2 separate regions of the Anas platyrhynchos genome follow, and region 1 is linked to region 2. Evidence: chromatin contacts called from public Hi-C data. All regions are on one chromosome and are shown on one strand. Each heading gives the region's core, a stretch centred on a gene start, on an enhancer-like site or on the middle of the called end of the contact. The rest is flanking DNA. Distances are from core to core; before and after follow the strand shown.

Region 1 (4,273 bases), core at 1,210-3,709, 100 kb after region 2:
CCATACTCTATGACTTCCACTTGTCCCAGTGGAACGCTCCATTTTAATAAATACCTCTGGCCAGTTGTCACAGTGCCACTGCTTTCGTAGGATGAGCTGGAAGATACACATACACAGATTATTGTTGTGGCAAGTCACTTTATTTTATGGCATTCTATTTATTAATTCAGAAAATCTGCTGTTCAGCAGACTGAGTACTGTGTAAAACTTTAAAGAAATACATGCATCAGGATGACTTTTGTGACTGACCTTTGTTCGAGTACAAAGATAGCTATGCAGGTGCAGATAATCCTGTTTACAGACAGCACAGGACTGCCATCAACAGACCCTACATTTCTATCATTGCAGTTTTTCAGTAATTAAACAGAACTTAAAAGATGGAGAGCGACTCTTTGCTCAATCAGATAATGACAGGACAAGGGGGAATGTTTTTAATCTAACAGAGGGGAAATTTAGATTAGAGATCAGGAGGAAATTCTTCACTCTGAGGGAGGTGAGGCACTGGAACAGGTTGCCCAGAGAACCTGTGGATACCCCATCCCTGGAGGTGTTCAAGGCCTGGTTAGATGGGGCCCTGGGCAACCTGATCTAGTGGGTGGCATCCCTGCCCACGGCAGGGGGGTTGGAACTAGGTGATCGTTAAGGTCCCTTCCAACCCAAGCCATTCTGTGATTGTGGTATCTTTTAAAATCAATATGCATCTTGACATCCAAACACGAGCGCATAGGACAATGCTATGGCTCCACTTTTTCCTAGTTCTTTTTGCTTGTACTGTCTTTTAGGACAGTACTTGAAACAGTGCTAAAAAGCAGTAACTGCTGCATTCAAGAAAGCCTGGATGACGGGACCTTGAAATGACTACCAGGAGGAGGAAGGGCAATGCAACCTCTCAAATGCTGACAAGCCAACGTTTCTGCGAAGTCCAAAGCCCAGGATGTTCTTTACAGGAGACTTTTTGCAATTGCTGTGGTTTCTAAGAGGAATCTACATGTGAGCTGCTGCTAACAGAAGTGTACATCACAACAGGCATTTCAGAGGAAACAGCACGCTGAGGAAGCTTACTTGAAATAGAAATAGAATTCACTGGCTCCTTTTCCTTTGTTTCTTTCATTCTGTTATTCACACATTCAAGCATATGTAACAAACATCTACTATCAAGCACAAAAGAGATATGAAAGGAAACAGGAATGTTTCCTTCACAGAAAGCATGGCTGAAGTAAGCAAAATAAAAGCTTTGGAGAAATCAGCCTGGAGTGTTTAGTGAGAACAGTATCTGGACACCAACATTCAGCTAGTCAGCTAATTATTCACCACACAGTCACACTTCTGTTTCAAAGGAGAGACAAGAATAAACAGAAAAAACAAGTACCACAACTTAAGCAAATATTTATGAACTCTAGATCTAGTTAAAAAGAAAGAAAACACGAGAGGGCAGGACACAGCTGTTCAGTCGCTAGGGATAGCATCCACCCTGTCCAACTCCTGCTACTTAAAAGTTAGGTCTCCAGTTTAAGCCGGACATCTAGGCTACACGTGAAGAAGGACCTTCTGGGGGTCACGGACTGCAGAAATGCATCTTTTGTCAGCTACAGAATATTGTTCTGGAACCAAAGCCTGCCAGGCTCCTGGGATGTCGGACTATTTCTGTAAAGACTGATAAAAGGTGGTTAAGAAAATTGAGCTGACATGTGCTGTTCTGCTACCTGTACATGTAAATTCTCTGAAGAAGTTTACACCTCCAGCGGTCAATAGGTAGGCGTGCACAAAGCTGAGTTTGAAAACCACTGCTATAACAGAATGCTTAACTTCTACACAGCTAAAACAGCTCATTTGGACCAAAAATTCTGGACTGTATACTAGTATAATCAATGAAATTTAGCATATTATTTCCTTCATTCCCTAACTATATTTTGCTTGACAAAATAGTTTCTTCTGCAGTGAAAAAAACAGTTAATGTCAGGAACAACAGCGCTGTTAGTTATAACTGGAACTGTTGACTTAACAAGGAAGCCAGAGACTTGGCAAAATCATGAACTTTTCAGACGCAAAGTGAAAACAGAGTGCACACTGCCACTTCAGGACCAACTACAAAAAATCCAAGACAATGATGTCATGGAAAAAAATGACAAAATGAAAAAATGACAAAAAGTGGTCAAAAGCTACTAAAGAACTGAATAAATTGTAAAGGAAAAGAATTCCCGGGACAATTGGATATAAGCTTTTGCCATGTAATAACTGCTCTTCAGAAAATGTACTTCTTGCTCACTAATGTGAGACCAAGCATTCACACTACTACTACTACTGCAAAAATGTGCGCTGCATTCAGACTTCACCAACGAACTAATGTAACAACTCATATTATGCTTAAGAAAAGCTGGTTTTGGAAGATTTTAACAGTCTACATTTTCTCTGTCAGAATGTACCAACACACAAAGCAATTCATGATACAAGCAACATTGGAATGTGAATGTGACCTTGGCATACACAGTGCTATAGTAACAGTAATAGCTACAGCCAACTAAAACAGAAGGCATGTTAAAAAAAATGCTTTCTTCAAAGCACCTCAACTTTAATCCTTCAACATTTGGTCTCAGAGATAAAAACCCTTCCCCAGCTGGAATTTCATTAGCGTGTTCCTTTTTTTTTTTTTTTCTCTAGCTACACGCATTAGCTTTGGTTTTGTTTTAACTTCCAAATCGTGTCAGGTTACAGATGTGTGACAGCACGAATTTAAGGAAGAAGAGAAAAAAAAACTACCATGGTATATCTGCACTCCACTCTACCCTAATGAACACTGATGATTCTACAGCACATTTCTAACTGAAGTTTCCAACTGAGATATATATATATATATACACACACACGCACACACACGTGCTCACACACACAAATTTATTCTGGAACTTCAAAATATCAGCAGGCAATTTAGAAGAGTGTATAAAAGCCAGCTGTCCGTTCATTATGACAACTGATAGAGATCATTAGACATAGTAAAAACAACAACAACAAAAACTCTTTTCACTGTCATCATTTCCAGCTTAAACTTGAATGATAATGTAAAAAATATTAGTCAAGTCTTACCGTATGTTTACCGTTGCACACATCAGCACATCATTTAACATGAAAAGTCGCCGTTCTTTGGTTTTGATAATTTCTCCTTTGTCATTGTAAACTGTTTCAACCATATCATCAGTCCGCACAAGGTATCTGTTTCCACTGCTAAGTAGCTAGATTTTAAAAACAATCAACATCGTCTATTATACACTGTTCATCTAACATCCAGAACAACAACAACAAAAATGCAATATTGCCATATGACTACAAGCTCACAAGTGAATTTGCCAAATGAATTAAATGTCTTTACTGATTTGCTTTTCATTTCCTGCAGCAGTAACATAACCCCAGGATATGTCCTGCAGGGCTTTTAATTCTTCATATGGAACATGTAATTGCACTGAAAGTCTTCCATATTGATAAAGATCCTCTAGTGAAAAAAAAAGTCATAGCTTCCACAGTTTCTACTACTTCCTTCCTTCACCTCTTCTTTCATAGTCCGTTTAAACATTACACATGGTTCCAGCCATCCCAAAGGGGCAAGTCAGAGTGGGTGGAAGAAGAATGCTTTCAGCTTCTCTGTCTACATTGGCTTACAAAACCAGCAAAGGAGTGCAGCTGGCATATTTCCACAGACTGCCAAGAACTTGACATGCTCAAAAGGTGCAGGACATGTAAACTGTTCCTGCAATTTTCCTTCAAGTGCTGAGGCTCAGCCTTGCGTGCAAGCATGAACCAATTCCTTACAGGTCAAATACATCTCCATAGTGGCAGAGAAAACAAAACGGTCTGCAACGCACCCATTTCCTATCTATCCATTTCCTTCACCACCTGTTTCACCTTGCCTGGCATTGTATAATGGCATTGTCTAAATCTGTATAAGCAAATATTAAGTCACAAGTTGCACAAGGCGCTAAATGATTTGAAGTGACTACGCAGCTAGATCTCAAGTCTCCTGGTACAGAACAGGAGACTTTACAGTTGCTATCAACTGATAAAAAGAAATCTCGACCACCTGCTAAAGGGTACACTCTGTGTCTTTAACTCTTTCAGTCACTTGTAGATAATCATTAGTAGCTAATTCAAAAAGCAGGATTATGAGAACTAGAAAAAGTAAATTACCTGAACCCATTCTTTAATGCACTTAGAATGGAAATAACATGCCAGGATGACAATAAATTCAGTATTTCTTTTTTCATAAATAGCTTAATAGAAGTAT
Region 2 (4,054 bases), core at 957-3,456:
TTATGCACCCTTAGGTATCCTGATAGGATACTTCAGCATACTTTCCACGGTATCCAGCCTGAGTCTTTTCAGATGCAGAGTAAGCAGAAATAAATCTGATTTCTTTTTGTACCTCCAAATGAAACAATGAGAACAACTGATCTTTATCTTCTTCAATAGCAACCTTGTACATAATGGAAAACTTTCCGTCTTCCTGACTAAAAGTTTCATTTTCTAGACTAAACATACCCTGTGCTCTGAAACTTCCCTCATTTCCTAATCCTCTTACTCATTTTGCTGCCCTCTAGATTCTCTCTGGTGGGTCCACATTTCCAGCTAATGACAATGCCTGAAAGTAGGTGCAGTATTTCAGCTGGCCTCCCCCCTGCCAAGCAGAGGAGTTAAATTAATCTCCATTTTACAAATAATGCTGCTGTTCGGATTTTTCTTATGGCATTTCACATTTAATTTCTCATCTGCAAGAGCAGCATTTTGTGCCATTTATTACTTTTGCTTAAGCTTTGAGGGAAATATCTTGCTTTGTCTCTGCTTAGGGACAGTCCACAGGTTTTCAGATCTGATTTCAGACCTCTTGCTTTTTACAATATCTTTTCACTGCACGATTCCATCTCCAGAAAAGAAGATCAGAAAGAAAATGCATTCTGTTACATTCTCTGTGATAAAACAGCTGTGAAGAGCAGACTCCTCCTTGCTGTCATGAAGCTCATTTTTATTGCCAGCAACGACATATGGAAAAAAGCCACAGACACCCTCTGTGTGGATGATGCAGAAGGTAAAATCTGAAAAGGAAACAGGAGGAAACTGGTATGCTTGTTACTACAAGACAGGGACAAATATGAGACAGACCAAATGGTTAAAACAGGCAGACATAAGGTGTCCAGGACCTTGTCCAGAAAGTTGACATGAAACATTATATTACATCAACAACTTAAAAAATATAAACCCTACATTGCCTAAACAGTCTGGGAATGGGATGCAAGAAAAATGTCCCTTCATTATGTCCAGGAGATGAACATTGTTCTGGTGAACTCCAGGAAGAAAACTCAGAGTCTGAAGATCTTCAAGGGAATAGTATAATCAGATCAGCAGCCTGAGCTCATGCTGTGGAATATTTGTTTTTGTAAGTGCTCAGAGCATATGAGTTATTTGCTGCTCACCTGGAACTTCATGTACAAGGCAAGCTCAGATGTATCTCCCCAAAAACTTCAGTCATAACCTGGGACAGCAAAAGCAACATCTGCATCTACCAACATATTCACATCATTTTTCTTAATATCCTAGATTTGCTGCTCCCTGGTTAAGAGACGTTATGTCCTCTCTTGGTACACCTTGGAATACTTACATTTACTTTGTTTATGTTCTTTGTGCTCCCTTCTCTTGACAGAATTGCAGTCAGCTTGACCAAATCTATCCTGCAATTTCCTACATGTTTTCAAAGCCATTCTGAAAGAGATGAAAGGTAAAGCCAAAGCATTTTACTTAGCCCTAACCTGTTAAAGCAAAGTCCCCCAGAAAAGATGAAATTCAAGTATATTTACTGATCACGAAATGAGATTTTCTCCCTGGAGTATTTATCTTTCAGTGTTTGTTTGCAAACATGACACCAATGTGTCCCTGGCAGAACCACAGAATGGTTAAGGATGCAGGGAAACTCTGGAGGTCATCTGGTCCAACCCCCCTGGCTCAGGCAGGGACACCTAGAGCATATGCTTAGTTTCCACAAAAAATAACCCCAATGAACCCCCGGGTGAAAGCTGATCCCCTTGCTTTAAAAAATATATATATAAATAATTATTTGCACTTTCCATTGACTCAGCTGGGTACAGCATTTCACCAATATGACTATTTTAGTACTCCTAAGCATAAGCACAATAGCTTGCAGATACGAAGGTTATTCTAGTCAAGGTTTAATGATATTTTATACCTATTTAGGAAGAAAAATCATTCTTGTATATGTTACTATTCAGTACTCTTTAAAATTATTAAAGCTATTCAAATGCAGGAAAAAAATTAAAAAGATGGTATGACAGAACAATAACCCCTTTGAGGAACTGGATATGGTTTTAAGAAGTCCATGTATTTTATGTAAGTTGCAACGACCCCTTTGAACAGCAGAGGACTTTTCGTTACCCTAATTTGTCCCTTGAATGGTATCCAGCGAGAAGAACAGTGGGAACAGTGAGGAAACTCAGCTTCAAGGGCGAGCAAAGAGAAAGGCCCTTTTGTGCAACTGCCCAGGCAGAACTCCACACACTCACTTTCACACACAGACAAAAGGGGGACATGAACACTTATCTCTTCTGTTTTTTCTATTTTTTTCCAAGGTCTGCAGCACAAAATCCCTCGCAGGCAAGTTGTCAGCAAAGAGGAAGCATTTTGTATACAGAGGCCCAGCCTGAAAGATTAGCAATATCATTTACCACAAAACTGACACAGCAAGAGAAAGTGCTGTGAAAGGACTCAGTAGAGGAGAGGGCTGAGATCTGTGTGAACAAATAATAAGTACAGCTGCTTCTATAATGCTTGTGCGGAGCTCCCAATGATGTGCTTGATTCGCCACACTGCTGAGCCCATATGAGATGTCAGAGGAACTCCACGGTAGCCAGTGGAGAAGCTGGGGTGAATTAAAACTGAAGTAAAACTAGCATAGCAAAGTTAAATATAAGTCTAATCCTTCTCTCCTGCGTGCACATCACGCTGCATTGGTTCCTTTTGACTTCACTTGTTAAGCAAGACAGATGCACAGCAGCAACCGGGCTCTTTGCTGGGAGGAATGCAAGTGCCAGGAGATCAGAGACAGCAAGAGACATCCCTGCCTGCAGTGCTGATGGCCCACAGCCAGGCAAGAGAAGATGGTTTTCATCCCTGACCCCAGGATACTCATGCCTTTTGCATTAAAACTGCTGCATAAACCACTGAACAACACCGAGAGCAGGGGCCAGAAGTCTGGACCTGTCTGTAGCAGGGTGCAACATCAAGCACCTTCTCGTGTTGCCTCTCTCTTGTCCTGAATCTCTCAGCATCGTGGTGCTGTCCTGAAGAGGGGTGAGACTGCCTTCAGCCTGCAGATTTGAGGTGAATACAGAAGGTGCTAGGACTGGTCTCAGTGATGAAACTGCTAAAGAAGGGCATGGAGCACAACTGCCACAGATTTTAAAAGAATAGAGCCAGTCTCGCATTTGCAAATAGTGATTTTAGGCGGCTAACACAAGGGGTGAAACTCCACTGTCAATCCCAGTGAGCTGGAGCACTTTTCTTCCAAAGAGACAGGATTTCAGAAAAACCCACATTTTGTGTTCATCGGAAGATACTGCCTGCTCTGTAGCATGCCTGTCATTGTGAATCTAATTCATCAGTGCCCTGAGAACCTAAATGCCCCCTTGAGCACCATCAAAAACCTAACTACACTATTGCACAGATCTAAATGTACATGATCACCATGTGCCATCCAAGTCCACCAAATACTCCTGTCACACTTGTAAGGTCTCATTTACCCAGAACCTACTTTTTGGATCACATTTTGCACAAAATGCAGAGGGGGAGCCTTGTGGGTCAGAGGCAAGTGGTCAGAGCTGTAGTATAAGTGAGGGAATAACAGTTTCATCCCTTTTCTCTACATGGGGAAATGAGAACTCCTATCATCACAAGGCCTTTGTACAGACAGCAGTCCCAAAGGTTTTCTAGATGACTTTCTCACTCTTTTCTCTGCAAGCGGCAGCATATGGCTTTGGATAGTGAAATATCCAATAGGCCGTAACAGGGATATAACTATATATAGCCTAGTTTGGAGAGTAGTCACTGGGAGAAAAGGGACATGCATTCCTGTCAAATGCTCAGCGACTCCTTCAGGATTTCTTAAAAATAATCTGGAGTATTGACACTTCCAAGCTTTTTGGTGCCTTAAGCTGTAATATTTTGCCCATACCTGCTTTCCCAGTTAGCTCTACCGTGAAGCTTCCCTGAGTGAAACACAGCTTTTCCTGGCAGAAAACATTCTCTTCTTAATTATAGCACTGAACTTTTCCCCAAACTGGAATTGATAACACAAGCAGAA

Evidence for each region. A called contact is a pair of places that touch in the nucleus more often than the background predicts.
Region 1: a Hi-C map of F1 follicle shows a contact between it and region 2, with 4 times the contacts expected there. The contact joins two enhancer-like sites. A contact is called at or near these places in 5 of 8 Hi-C or Micro-C datasets (F1 follicle, F5 follicle, liver and 1 more).

What each region holds. Positions count from the first base shown.
Region 1 is chr3:99,208,137-99,212,409 of IASCAAS_PekinDuck_T2T, forward strand. It overlaps ARHGEF10 (Rho guanine nucleotide exchange factor 10), which reads right to left. Exons shown (of 28, transcript XM_072036375.1): 16 at 3,082-3,227; 17 at 1-96. Among named protein-coding and RNA genes, the nearest start is that of ARHGEF10, 57 kb to the right of the region's middle. Within about 2 kb of position 2,460, at least 3 of the 8 cell types and tissues checked have an H3K27ac peak or open chromatin away from gene starts, as enhancers often do. A contact at or near this core is called in F1 follicle and F5 follicle, where this site is marked.
Region 2 is chr3:99,107,010-99,111,063 of IASCAAS_PekinDuck_T2T, forward strand. No RefSeq gene overlaps it. Among named protein-coding and RNA genes, the nearest start is that of MYOM2, 20 kb to the left of the region's middle. Within about 2 kb of position 2,207, at least 3 of the 8 cell types and tissues checked have an H3K27ac peak or open chromatin away from gene starts, as enhancers often do. A contact at or near this core is called in F1 follicle and F5 follicle, where this site is marked.